Regions from separate parts of the Mus musculus genome. Here all the other regions are linked to region 3. Evidence: chromatin contacts called from public Hi-C data. All regions are on one chromosome and are shown on one strand. Each heading gives the region's core, a stretch centred on a gene start, on an enhancer-like site or on the middle of the called end of the contact. The rest is flanking DNA. Distances are from core to core; before and after follow the strand shown.

The links. A called contact is a pair of places that touch in the nucleus more often than the background predicts.
Region 1: a contact with region 3 is called in a Hi-C map of myocytes, with 3 times the contacts expected there. The contact joins two enhancer-like sites. A contact is called at or near these places in 2 of 484 Hi-C or Micro-C datasets (myocytes and nephron progenitors).
Region 2: a Hi-C map of the C3H10T1/2 cell line shows a contact between it and region 3, with 5 times the contacts expected there. The contact joins two enhancer-like sites. A contact is called at or near these places in 9 of 484 Hi-C or Micro-C datasets (the C3H10T1/2 cell line, embryonic stem cells, granulocyte-monocyte progenitors and 4 more), 3 of 115 datasets of contacts at active chromatin or transcription factors (embryonic stem cells and fibro-adipogenic progenitors) and 1 of 9 other capture datasets (embryonic stem cells).

What each region holds. Positions count from the first base shown.
Region 1 is chr17:16,215,937-16,220,445 of GRCm38.p6, reverse strand. No RefSeq gene overlaps it. Among named protein-coding and RNA genes, the nearest start is that of Gm41534, 17 kb to the left of the region's middle. Within about 2 kb of position 1,700, at least 16 of the 459 cell types and tissues checked have an H3K27ac peak or open chromatin away from gene starts, as enhancers often do. A contact at or near this core is called in myocytes, where this site is marked.
Region 2 is chr17:15,805,965-15,810,467 of GRCm38.p6, reverse strand. It overlaps Rgmb (repulsive guidance molecule family member B), which reads left to right. Exons shown (of 5, transcript NM_001372257.1): 5 at 2,667-4,503. The coding sequence ends at 3,323. Among named protein-coding and RNA genes, the nearest start is that of Rgmb, 23 kb to the left of the region's middle. Within about 2 kb of position 1,532, at least 90 of the 459 cell types and tissues checked have an H3K27ac peak or open chromatin away from gene starts, as enhancers often do. A contact at or near this core is called in the C3H10T1/2 cell line and neural progenitor cells, where this site is marked.
Region 3 is chr17:15,990,972-15,995,604 of GRCm38.p6, reverse strand. No RefSeq gene overlaps it. Among named protein-coding and RNA genes, the nearest start is that of Gm41533, 85 kb to the right of the region's middle. Within about 2 kb of position 1,429, at least 102 of the 459 cell types and tissues checked have an H3K27ac peak or open chromatin away from gene starts, as enhancers often do. A contact at or near this core is called in the C3H10T1/2 cell line, myocytes and neural progenitor cells, where this site is marked.

The DNA.
Region 1 (4,509 bases), core at 451-2,950, 220 kb before region 3:
ATTCCTGCGCTACTTTGGGCACGGGGGTGGGGGGCGGGGGGGCCACATGGCTCTAGCCAGGTGTTCTCATCTCAGCAGACTCTCTGGCCCCGGAGTTTCAAATCTTTCCACCCAGCTCGCTAAATTCCCACTGATGAATCGTTATGAGCTAGCCCCATGCTTCAAAATCCCCACGGCCTTTTTGGTGCACATCTGGCAAACCTACGCTTTGCTGCCGAACCTTTCTCTCTTAAACCCAGTCAAACCGTGGCATGAAGGAAAATGCAACACAAACTTTCAGAAACAATGGAAACTCAATCTCTGGGCACAACAACCATAATCCTAATCTTCTAAACCATATTAAATCTAAATCCTCTGTTGGAGAATCTTGGCATATTGGCCATATAAACCGGGAGACACTAGTAGCTACATCTTGCCTCTCGCTAACCCGACCAAAAAAAAAAAAAAAAAAAAAAAGCCCCTAACTCTTTTCTGTTTCCTCTCTTCCTCTCTCCAGCCCAGAAGTCCCACCTACTCTCCCAGGGATTAATTACTGTATTCATTAGGGGATGGGTCACAAGGAGTCACTTGTGTATGTGACTCATTCCTCATTCCAGACAACCCCTCCTAGGAGAATGGAATTAACATCAAAATACAACAGCACCAGGGCCTTGCACAAAAGTATCCTTCCACTGGCTCATACAACTGCAGTTTGTAAATTCCTGTCACCTGTCTATCAAGTTTATTTTGCCCCAACACAAACCTTTTATCATATCATCCAGCCCTTCTGATAAATCTGTAGTGTCAATCATTCATTGCATACAGTCTTTCCCTGACTTCATAGGGCCCCTGGTCCTACTTGGTTTTATCCTGGGCAACCATATTGTCGCAGAACTTTGACTTCCTCCTGCTAATCTTGTATTTCCTCATAGAAGCCTGCCTAACTGTGGTTTGAATATGAAATCTGCCCTTTAGGCTTTGCTGTTTGAAACTTGATCTTCACCTGGTAGTGCTGTTTGTAAAGGTTGTGGTAACTTTGGCAGGTAGAGGCATTAAAGGAAATGTATGGCTGGTGGCCTATACTGAACCTTTAAGACAATAATCACTTGGATGATTCTTACATATTTGTGTTTAGCAGAGGGGAAATTCATAACTTCTGGTAGATTTATATACAACCTTACTTTTGAAATAAGAACTCAACATGATATACATTTTAAACAAATATCTCAAACTGTGAGGTTCCTTAGAACTTTAAACTCCATAGTTCATCTAGATGAAATTTACTTCATGTACTGACTAAAATGTAAATTCTAAATAATTTCACTCAAGACCCACTGCGTTAGATTCTGTAAGGTGTTAGGTCTGGAAACCACCCTTGTTTGGAATTCCCAATGTTATTCTAATTCATACCAAAGTTTGAAACCCACTTTACGGGAGGTTCCTCCAATCCTATGATTTTATGATTCTGGTTTATGACTAATCAGCCTAAATTTTAGTTGGTACACCACATAACTCCCTGCCAAACTTCCTCAACCAAATATAGCAAGAGTTGACATATGCCAAAACGGCGGTAGTCTTTGTTAGTGCCCTTCCTAAAAGCAGCTGGGCCCACACAGCCTTATCCCCAGCTGTCTGGGCCAGGCAGCAGGTGCTGGGATGGCCATCCCAGTTCTATTCCATGTCTGCAGCTGTTTTTGTGAAGCAAATCTGGCAGCACTGCCTGCCCAGGTCTCCAATTTTCCCTTGGGTGGCCCCTGTTTAGTGGGTGGTCCAGCTCAGCCTTAGCTCTGGTGAGCATACATTCCTAAGTTGTAATACCCTGGCCAGTGCCCACAAAAGCCCTATGTGCTTTATGTTTGCATATGTATATGCACACTTTGGATTAGAGTAGTGCTTAAAGTACACTTCTTCCTTAAAATATATTTTTGTGTGTATCTGTGGACAATTATTTTACAAAATATTTTTATACATAAGTCTTAGTTGCAGATGAAAGGGACATGATCCAGGTCTCTCTCTCCCTGTCTCTCCCTCTCTCTCCCTCTCTCTCCCTTTCTCTCCCTCTCTCTCTCTCCCTCCCTCTCTCTCTCTCTCTCCCTCCCTCTCTCTCTCTCCCTCTCTCTCCCTCCCTCTCTCTCTCTCCCTCCCTCTCTCCCTCCCTCCCTCTCTCTCTCTTTCTCTCTCTTTCTCTCACCCCTCATTCCCTCTCCCGCCTTTTCTCCCTCACTCCTTCTCTCCCTCCCCTTCTGTTCCTCCACTTTCACTTTATTTTAACAAACTTAAATCTATTTATTGGAACAGAATTTAAGGAAGCAAACCCTAAATTTTACCTTATACTATGTTACTAAAGTGACTGCATCTAATCAATCCCTGAGTAAAGGGAAAATCCGGTAAGACAGCATTCAAACACAAAGGACATTTCAAGTTATGCAGAGGAGAAAGGGAAAGAATGGGCAGCACACTGGAGTTTTTAGGGTAGTAACAAACATGCATAATATTATAAAATATTAAGAACATTTGTCCAAAGCTGTCTACTATGAAATTCTGATAGGAACCTAATGAATATCAGATGGCAAGGGCATAACATTATAGGCTTAAAGAAAGGAGTCAAAGAAAATATCCCTCTGACATAGAGGATATCAATATTATGGGAGACTATTGTCATGACTATTTTCTCTGAATTCTGAATTTGAACATCATAAGACTTTTTAAAATCTTTAAAGCTTACAAAAAAATCTAAGTTTAGAGGATAAAAACTATGTTTTGTTTGCAAAATTGTGGAAAGATGTGACTGTGAATTATTAAACCTTTCTGTTTAATACAAGCAAAAGGAAAAAGAGGAAAAGGAGGAGGAGGAGAAGGGGAAGAAGAAGAAGAAGTGCATAATAGAGTGACAATATTGAGATGTAAAACTGTTACAGAATTAAGTTAAAACTGAAATGTGATGTTTCTGTTCACTGTGTTTGGGTTATCTGTGTGTTCACATTGTTCTCATAGTTCTTCATTTTCTTGCATAGTAAAGATGAGGCCGTATAAACTATGATAGGGCCAGAAAAAAACTTGTTCAATAGATTTCTGCCACCACTCAAGAATTAACTGATTATTGCTTAATAGATATACAAAATGAAAGGTGCAAAGGTTTAGGTTTCTGAGAAAAGGAAACAATCCTTAGTACTCTGAAAAAAATACATTTTATCTGGCTTGCCTATGCTCTAAAGTGATGGTCTAAAACCCCTTTTATAAGCACAATTTCTGTTATAATCATGTTAGGCCAGATGTTACTGAAAAATAATATCACAAGTCTCTGAAGAAATAGTAACTTGAGAGGAGAGCTTGCCTCCAGGGAGTGCTCTGACCCCTAGACTCAGGAGAGATCGCCAATTTCTCTCCATGACTCTCTAAGGCCAGTTCACTCAGGCCAGTTCACACTCTAAGGCCAGTTCACACAGGCCACACAGGCAGCAGAGCAGCTGGGAAGAGTCCTACAGGCCTACATCTGCACCTGGGAGATGGGGCTGTTCCACAGCCCTCTGTGCACTGGTCTTGCCAGGAAAGAGTTGGTCTCCCAGCAATGCTGACACAGGCTTACAGAATCATAGGAGGAACAAGCTCCAGCCAGAGACAGCAAGAACATCTGACACCAGAGATTACCAGATGGCGAAAGGCAAACACAAGAATCTTACCAACAGAAACCAAGACTACTTGGCATCATCAGAGCACAGTACTCCCAACACAGCGAGTCCAGGATACCCCAACACACTGGAAAAAGCAAGATTCAGGCTTAAAATCATATCTCATGAAGCTGGTAGAGGATTTTAAGGACATTACTAACCCCCTTAAAGAAATAAAGGAGAATAAGCTAAACCAGTAGAAGCCCTTAAAGAGGAAACACAAAAATCCTTTAAAGAATTACAGGAAAACATAACCAAGCAGGTCAAGGAATTGAACAAATCCATCCAGGATCTAAAAATGGAAGTAGAAACAATAAAGAAATCAGAAAAGGACAACTCTGGAGTTAGAAAACTTAGGAAGAAATCAGGAGCCAAAGATGCAAGCATCACCACTAGAATACAAGAGATAGAAGAGAGGATCCCAGGTACAGAAGATTCCATAGAAAACATGGGCACAACAATCAAATATAATGCAAAATACAAAAAGAACTTAACTCAAAACATCGAGGAAATCCAGGGCACAAAGAGAAGTTCAAACCTAATATAGAAAGAAGACTTCCACCTTAAAGGGACAGTAAATGTCTTCCACAAAATTAAAGAAGAAAACTTCCCTAACCTAAAGAAAGAGATGCCCATGAACATACAAGAGGCCTACAGAACTCAAAATAGTTTGGACCAAAAAAGAAATTCCTCTCATCACATGATAATCAAAACACCAAATGCACACACACATACTCACACACACAAAAAGAATATTAAAAGCAGTAAGGGAAAAGGTCAAGTAACATATAAAGGCAGACCTATCAGAATTACACCAGACTTCCCACCAGAGACTATGAAAGCCAGAAAATCCTGGACAGAT
Region 2 (4,503 bases), core at 283-2,782, 190 kb after region 3:
AGTTATTACTGAATATGGATCAGTTAGTGGAGGGGAAGCAAGCAGCATGGCCGGTGTTTTACAGTTTCTAAGTGCTAAGTGAAAGCTGTAAACAACTTGAATACCCATTTTAGGATTGTGATGGCTGCTATGTGAACATTCTTAAGGTTTGGAATTTGCAAAAATTCCAGTGAAATTTTGTATATTTTTAAAGTGAGAATTAGTACGGACGAACAGCTTTGCTTTCCTGGAGAGGTAGACAATCTAAAATGGATTTCATGCTGGTCACAGCTGAGTGCTTGCTTGTTGAGAGCTTGTGTTGTAATTGTTCTGAGGAGTGGCATGGAATTACAAAACTCAAGTCATGTGAAACTGCTACCCAGAGTTTTTTCTACACTGCATTGATTATGAATCTAGGTCCCTGCTCAGGTACACACTTAAACTACAAGGGACTTCTCAGGGACCCTTCCCCATGCTCTGAGGTTCTTTCAGCCCCTTGCCATGTTGATTCAACAGATAATTCTACACACATGGCCAACTGAAAGATAGCACTGTAATTTTATCAGACAGAAAGTCTCATCAAGTAAAATGAGTAGACAAAATCTATAAGGTAGAGTAGAATATTCGATAGGTACAGGCCCAAGAGAACACTAGTTTTCCATGTGCCCTGCTGTATCACAGAGGATAAGTGGGTGAGGGGTGTTTAAAACTAGTCCTGAGTTCCACGTTGGAATTGCTGTGCCTAATGAAAACGGCAGGCTTGGTTAAACATGAAACTATTCCACTCATCTTAGCATTGACTCCTGTGTGTCTTTTTTGGTAACTGGTTTGCAATTGGATAGCTCTGCTTTGTTGCCCCAACAAAACTGAATTCCTTTTCTCTCTTCCTAATGTGAACAAAATGTTCATAGTCCTTGCATGCAATGCCAAGTTGGTTTAAACAAGTTTGTTAGACCAGAAAGACACGTTACTGAGTTGTTGGATTTTCTCAGTTTTTGACTGTGTTTCAGCTGAGCCGATCTGTGCTCAGGACTATGTGAAACAATGTTACTGACTTTGCTCTTAGCTGTCTGTGTTGGTTAACCTTCAGTGTTTTCTATCCTTCCCCCAGTGTTTCCAGGTACGGAATTTACTTGAATTTAATCTTTTCACCTCCTAGCAATCCCAGCTTGTCTTAAAAAAGGACTTGTCAAACTGACTTTAGAGCCACCAAATAAATGTGTTTTATAGTCTCCTTAGATACCCACCTCAGACCGCCTCACAGGGGAAGGTCCCATGGTTAGAGTCAGCAGTTCTCCTCAAGTCATCTCTAGTCACCTTCTCTGGCTTGTAAAGAAGGTGTTGAAATGTGAGAAGGGCTGGTCGTCGTGAAATCAAATTGTGGCTCTGGGTAATTAGGGGAGAAAGCCCAGGGTTTCACAGCACATTGTCTGGCTTTCAGTTGCAGCTGCAAACAACGGATATGAACTTAGCCAGTTGCTGCAGTGCAGCTGCCTCAGAGCTGGGCTTTGTAACTGGCTGAAGTCAAATGAAATGACTGGAAAATTCCAGTCAAGTACCACCAGTGGGAACATGTGGAATTAAATAGTGTGAGCAACTGCTGGCTGACTTGGGGAGAAACTTCAGACGTGAGCTTGAGGGTGGTAGTCAGGATTTGGGGGGCATTTCTGGCCTCTTAAACAAGGGTCCATTGTTTTGACTAGTTTCCTTGCAGGAGCTAAGTCTCACGGCATCAGAGTTTCGTGGAGTGTGTGGCTTATCTGCCTTCTTGACTCAAGTCACCCAGTCCTTTATTCTTTTTTTTTTTTAATTTAAAAAAAAAAACCGGAACAAACAAACTTACTGCATAACTGGCTCTGTAACAAACTGCTACTGCGTAAACTGAATCTCAGAGGCTCTGTCAGATGGTGCTGGGGGAGGGGCACACAGAACTCTGCCCCTTCCTACTTAACCTGTCCCCTCAGAAGCTGACTGCAAAACTGGGAACAGGTTCATTTGCTACAGTTTTTTATAATTGTTATAACAAAAGGATTCCGCAAGGACAAGAGCGGTCTTACTGAGGAAGGTTTTGTATTTATCAATGGGTAAGGGTTTTTTTTCCCTCTCTGAACTATTTGCTTCATTTGGAAAATTAAGAGCTTACTGGGAAAAGCTGTGAGGAGTCAGGCCCCTGGTGGAGTTTAAGGAAACCATCTTCTGTTCCGAGGTTTGGAGCATGTTATCTCTGCCAGTGCTTGAGAGCCATGCTTGCCAAATAATTCCCTGTCACAGGGATTAAGCACTTATGCAAAACATTTGATTAAGAGACTTAAAGAGATCTCTCCCGAGGCACATGATTGGTAGTTGTTGCGGATACCCCACCCCCACCCCCAAAGAGCCTCTGTCTTGTCTCTCAGTATTTATATTAATAGTGATGAGTCGTGCAAAATGGAGATAGTCAGTGAATGATCTCTGTAGAAGGCAGGGCTCTGTTAGATATATCATTAATTAAGCCCCTAGAAGCTTCTGTTCATCTTAGCCAGGAACCTCCACCCTCACCCCAACTATGCTCTACTTTAGTTAGTTTTAGAAGGAGACAAATAAATGTACTGTTCCCAAGGCTCGCTCCAAAGCAGGCGTAGGGAGCTCTGCTGTGGAGTGGCGCCCTCCCCCCAGCTGTGTTAACTTGTGCATCTTCCACCCCACAGGTCACGATTATCTTCAAAGCACAGCACGAGTGCACGGATCAGAAGGTGTACCAAGCTGTGACAGATGACCTGCCGGCCGCCTTTGTAGATGGCACCACCAGTGGGGGGGACGGTGACGTGAAGAGTCTTCACATCGTGGAGAAGGAGAGTGGCCGCTACGTAGAGATGCATGCCCGCTACATAGGCACCACAGTGTTTGTGCGACAGCTGGGTCGCTACCTAACCCTCGCTATCCGGATGCCCGAAGACTTGGCCATGTCCTATGAGGAAAGCCAGGACTTGCAGCTGTGTGTGAATGGCTGCCCCATGAGTGAATGCATTGATGATGGACAAGGCCAGGTGTCTGCTATCCTGGGGCACAGCCTGCCTCACACCACCTCAGTGCAGGCCTGGCCTGGCTACACACTGGAGACTGCCAGCACCCAATGCCACGAGAAGATGCCGGTGAAGGACATCTATTTCCAATCGTGTGTCTTCGACCTGCTCACCACTGGTGATGCCAACTTTACTGCTGCAGCCCACAGTGCCTTGGAGGATGTGGAAGCGCTGCACCCAAGAAAGGAACGCTGGCACATCTTCCCCAGCAGCTGTGGGGGATGTAGGGATTTGCCTGTTGGTCTTGGACTCACATGCTTGATCCTTATTATGTTTTTGTAGGAGTTGTTTCTTGTCTTTGTTTTGTTTTTTTGTTTTTCTGAGTTTCTTTTTTTTTTGTCTATAACAAAATTTTAAATATATATTGTCATAATATATTGAGTGAAAAAGTATATATGTATATACCATGTATATGACAGATGTTTGTCCTGGAACACCAGATTGTACATTATGTGTTTGGCTGTTTTCACCTATGTTGGTTATAGTGTTGTTTTTTTGATTGTATCAATTTTGTTTTGCTGTTTTGTGAAATGTTTTATAACGTCCCTGCCTAGGGGCCTCTTAGAAAGCACTTTATTTTTTATATATTAAATATTTATGTGTGTACCTGGTTAGTATGTACAGTGCATATACACAGACACCAACCACAGCGATCCATTTGGAGGTGACTAGTTTGTACCGCCTCTGCTTGCTCCCCCTGCACTTCCCATGGCTACTGATTGCTACTGATTTACCAAGGCACTCAGTTCCTGATGGAGCTGTCTCCCTTCCTTTGAAGTGTCAATTTGAGAGGAAAGTTGTCCCCTCACTTGTAAGTACTTTTGATTCTTAAAATGTGGATCTCACTAACGAGCCCTGTTTCTAACAATTCGCTTTTTCAGTACATGGGCACATTAGTGCTACAACTTCAGCCTTCGCTTATGTGCATTTGAGCACATATGGCCTACTAGGGTGACCCTTCTGAAGCTGATGTTTGTTATGTACCAGTCTGGAGGTGGCCATTTCAAGTAAATACCAGGCATCTTGCTGTGCCCCAGCTGGTAACTCTATCTCATCCTCTATCCCGGTGTAAATTGTAGTTTCCCCTCCATTAACTCTTTAAGCAAAACAAAATCAACTCAGAAGAGATCATGCTTTGCCCTCCTTTGTAATTTGTAAAAGTCACATTCTTGACTTTCTCCTTGGCTGCTTGGAGTCCTGACAGTGCTCTCTGGCTCTGCTCCAGCATCTCCTTAACCTCCCCTCTGGATTCCAAGCACTGGCTGTTAGTGTTCCTCTGATACTGAGGTCCAGGAGTACGGCCTGAAGAAGAGAAAATCTGTCTTGGTGTGTATTAGTATGCACTTGCCTGTGGATGCCTATGCGTCCTGATGGTCATAACTAGGCATTTCACTCCCCAAGTCATCGCCGTCTTTTCAACTCTCTGCCAGCTTAGTGAGATCCTCACCAGGTAAAGTCTTCC
Region 3 (4,633 bases), core at 180-2,679:
AAATATGTGTAATGCAGCCCCGAAAAGTTTGACAGATGTAAGTTAAATCAGCTTTGTCTCTTCTGCCTTATTTCTTTATTTCTTCCCTCCCAAATTGTGCTAGTAGTTAATCAGTAAGTTCTACTTATTCAGCATAATATCAGTGGGAGCCTGTATAGGCCAGGTTCTTCTCAAAGTGTGGGACAGATACAAAGATGAATAATAAATTAACAAATAAATACGCAATCCCTGTCTTATGACTCACAGGAGAGATATCTATAAAAACAAAAGGCTCCGTAGTATGCTACTTGCAAGTTTTGACTTAAAATGTTGAGGGAACACAAGGAAGAAGCACTTGGTTTTCCTAAACCAGAACAAAGAGCTGACATGGAAGACCCTCTGAGTGAATATGGAGGAGTTTGCCAAGGAAAGAAAATGGTACATTTTTTTTAACGTTCTAAGGATGCTTACATTCAAACGTGACTTTAAATAATAACCCGCAATAGTAAGTATTGCTTTTCCTAGGCTGGGGCTTGCTCTACCACCTCCCTCAACCCACAATCCTTTCCAGCTCACTATAGATTTTTCTCTCCCTAACTTAAGTCTAAGATGTAAGGAGCCCTAGGAATAGCACATAATACTGCTGGAGGGAGGGCTCAGCAGTTAAGAGCTCTGGCTGCTCACTGAGAGAACCAAGCTCAAACCTTCCTTCTCCTGTGGCAGCTCACAACTGTGTATTGCCAGTCCTAGGGAATCTGATGTGACTTCTGACCTCCCTGGGCATCAGGTGCACACATGGTACACAGAGACACGTGTAGGCAAATACCCATAGACAGTGAACAAATATTGAATGAAAGAATGGGAGAAAGAAAGAAAGAAAGAAAGAAAGAGGAGAGAGAGAGGAGAGAGAGGGAGGGAGGGAAGAGAGAGAGAGGAGGAAGGGAGGGAGGGAGGGAGGGAGGGAGGGAGGGAGGGAGGGAGGGAGGGAGGGAGGGAGGGAAGGAAGGATGGAAGGAAGGAAGGAAGGAAGGAAGGAAGGAAGGAAGAAATATCACAGTAAAAAAGATGGATGACTTTGTAGTTGGAAACCCCAAACCAACCTAAAAATAATTAGTAGAAAGAAAAGTTGAAGAAGATAGAAACAGAGAGAAAACTAGTGATGAGGAAAATGCCCAAAAAAAAAAAAAAATGTATTAGTCCTAAAATAGTTCTATTGAACACGATTAAATTTGGGCCTCATGAGGTTACTGATTTGCAAGGGTTAACGATTGTGGGGGCACATTTCAGAATGAAGACCCTCCACAAATAAATGCCATGATTGTAAAGAGCTAGCTTCAGCCTGTAATGAATATGGCTCGCATTCTTCCCTGAGCCCTATGCAGCTGTGCTCTGGAGCTGCCCTGTCTAAAGCAGGCGGTCTGGGAAGATCTGAAAGAACGCAAGTGTGCACAGGGGTGTGACCTCTTCTAGCTCTGCTGCCTTGAAGAGAATTTCCTGTGCCAGCTCACCCATGGCCTGGGTTTCCTTTAGGATATCAAGCTCCAAGTTTACAGTTCCTATCAGGGAGTCTCTTTGTTTGAACAAAGCCTTATTTGTTAGGAAGTGTCACAGATCAGCATGTATCAGACGCAAGATTGAATGTCCCACAAGCACAAAGGCATGCAAAGCTATGCCAGGATACCAGCAATGGGGCTTTTCACCATGAGAAAACAGATGGTCAAAGTGAAAGGGGCCAGTCATTATGAAAAAGAAATTCTTCCAGCCAACCTCCCCCGCTCCTCCATTCACTCTGTCTCACTGACAGGGAAACATTTGATATGCTGCAACATCAGCTGATGTTTGTGTCCTTTTAATTAAACCAAGAGGTCTGCAATAGGGATGTCCTTGTCTTTGCAGAGAAGTGATTTCAGAAAGAAGATAATGGAACCTTTTTTTTCTCCAGGCTTGCAAGCAGTTTGTGCATAATTTGTCCTTTGCAAGAGCAATCAAAGATAACTGGTGCGCAATTGATTAAGGGCTTTGTGTCCTTTTAATTACTTGTTTCTACACACTGGTTTAGTGACATGCTGAAAGCAGATCTGTCTGAGTTCTATCTGAGCTGTGGAGTTTTCTTTTCCTTATATGGGTTAAGAGTAAAGCTATTAGTAAGCCTCCAACACATAGAACAGTCCTATCCGATAGAAAGAGATTGTGAATCTTGCCTTTTTTATATCCTTTCAATGGACTATTACATGTTTTTATAGAAAATAAGGTGAAAGATGCTGTGGCTTTACTTACTTATAGAAAAAGTCCACATTTTCAATAGTATGAAGTCTTCCTTAACCTGAAAGTAGAGCTCAGAAGATTTTTTAGTTTGGCTTATTTTTAATTACTATAGTGATCAAATACTTGTTTCGTTTCCAATAGCTATGATAAATGCCCTGACAGAACCAACTTAGGATGAAAGGGTTTATTTTAGCTTACAATCCTGGTCATATTATATCGTTGCGAGAAAGTTAAAGGGGCAGAAACTTGAAGAGGCCAGTCACATCTGCAGTCCAGCAGAGAGATGAGACCATACATGCTAGTACTCAGCTTGCCTGTTCCCGTCTTACGGAGTCCAGGACCCAGCTCATGAAATGATGCCCACATTCATGATGGTTCTTCCCACTTCAATTCATTTAACCAAGGTAGCCCACTACACACACACACACACACACACACACACACACACACACACACACGCCCACAGGCCAACCTGATCTAGACAAACCCTCATTGAGACTGCCTTCACAGGTGATCTAGATTGTATAAAGCTGACAATCTCCTTTGAGTACTGATCTGTAGACTTAAAGGCTAAATTCCTTTGAAACATCATTGGAAAACTAAATAGAATAATGCATAGACTGAGTTTTATTGTTTGCAGTGCATGTGCTGAAAAGCCTTTCAAAAAAATAAGTGTTTGAAAACGTTATGGAAAATGTTATGATTTTAAGTTCTCCACCTAAAATCTGAGAAAACAAAAGAGCATTGTAATTTAACTAACTAAAATTAACTAACTAAAATCTTTCTAGCACTATTTAATGACACTTACTTACTCCTAACTTTCATGCTCCAGAGAAAAAGAAAAGTTGAGATTTGAAATCTCAAAAGAAACCCATCTAACCATATAGAGACTATGTGGCTATGGCTGCTGACATAGGAAGTGAACAGAAAGCTTATAGTATAGGATCCCTAATCAGAACACTGGATCAAGGGGCCCAACCTCTGCTTCATCAAGCAATACACAAATGTTGATGAAACAGTGAACCCACCCCACCCCAAAGAAAAATCTGAGGGAAATGTCAGAGAGTAGACCCTCACTAACCTAGCACATTCTCAGAGTGATTTACAAATCACTTTGACCACAGCAGGAAACCTGGGCGAGCAGCAGTAAATAGTTACCTCTTTTGAAACATATGATCTTCTTGCAAAAGGCTTGTAGAAAGCCTTGGAAGAGTCAGAGTGAAAGCGACAGTTAGGAGCTCTAAATTACAAAGGAAGAAAGGTTCGTATTCAAAACCAAAAGGGGAGACCTCGTGTGTGTGTGTGTGTGTGTGTGTGTGTGTGTGTGTGTGTGTGTGTGTGTATGTGTGTGTGTAGCTTACACTGTGCTGAATCGTGCATGGGTCTACACTGAGGATAAAGGAAGCAGCATTACAGGACAGCTTCATGAGAATAGCACAGGAGAAAATCCAGGGCAGGACTGAAAAACAAAGGACTGTAGACAGGATCAGGCTGATCATGAAGAATTTTAATGCAGTATGTTGTTTGCTATCACAACTGTGAGTTGAGCTAAGACCTGGAGACTCTAAAAAGAATGAGTTTCTATCTATGCAAAACTTATCACCAATGAAGATGACAATCTGAGCATATAGAGCATCTCGAAGCTCCACAACTGTGCTATTGCAGTGGGTCTTTGTACACACACAAAGCAATGGTCCTGTTTATTTGGTAGGTGTACCCTATACTCCATATACTGTTAAAGAGGACATAACCAAGCCATCACTCACTCCTACATTATGCTCCTCCATGCTGTTTACTGGTGTTATTGGAGAGTCCTACTGTTAGCATTCTGTCTAAGCTCCACCCCACAGTTACCTGGCAAGGTCTTACCCACTTATAAATGGGGCTGCTTGCTCCCTCTTCCCTCTCTTGTTCTTCTCTTGCCCTTTCCTTCTTGCTCTGACTCTGTCCTCTTACCCCTTCCCCCCCCCTCCCCATTTCCTTCTCCACTCTCTCTCCACGTGCTCATGGCCGGCCTCTACTCATCTTCTCCACTACTTCTCCCTACCTTTCTCTGCCTTGACTACCCTCTTAACTCCCCTCCCAATGCCCTGAATAAACTCTGTACTATACTATCATGTGACTGGTCCCTTTGGGGGAAGGGCACTCCCTTCCCACCTCACCATACCTCCATAGAACATAACCCCCCTTCTCTCTTTATCTTTTTATTAACGCATCACCTACTAGCATGGTACCCTACCCAACTGCTTTCTTTTCCAGGGTCCCCCATTCTTTCAGAACTCTCATCACCATTATTACAAACTTTCGTTTACACTGAGTCTGCTTTCTGGATTTCACACCATCAAACTTAGGTTTCACCCTTTTGTACATCTCTTAAAACATTTAAAGA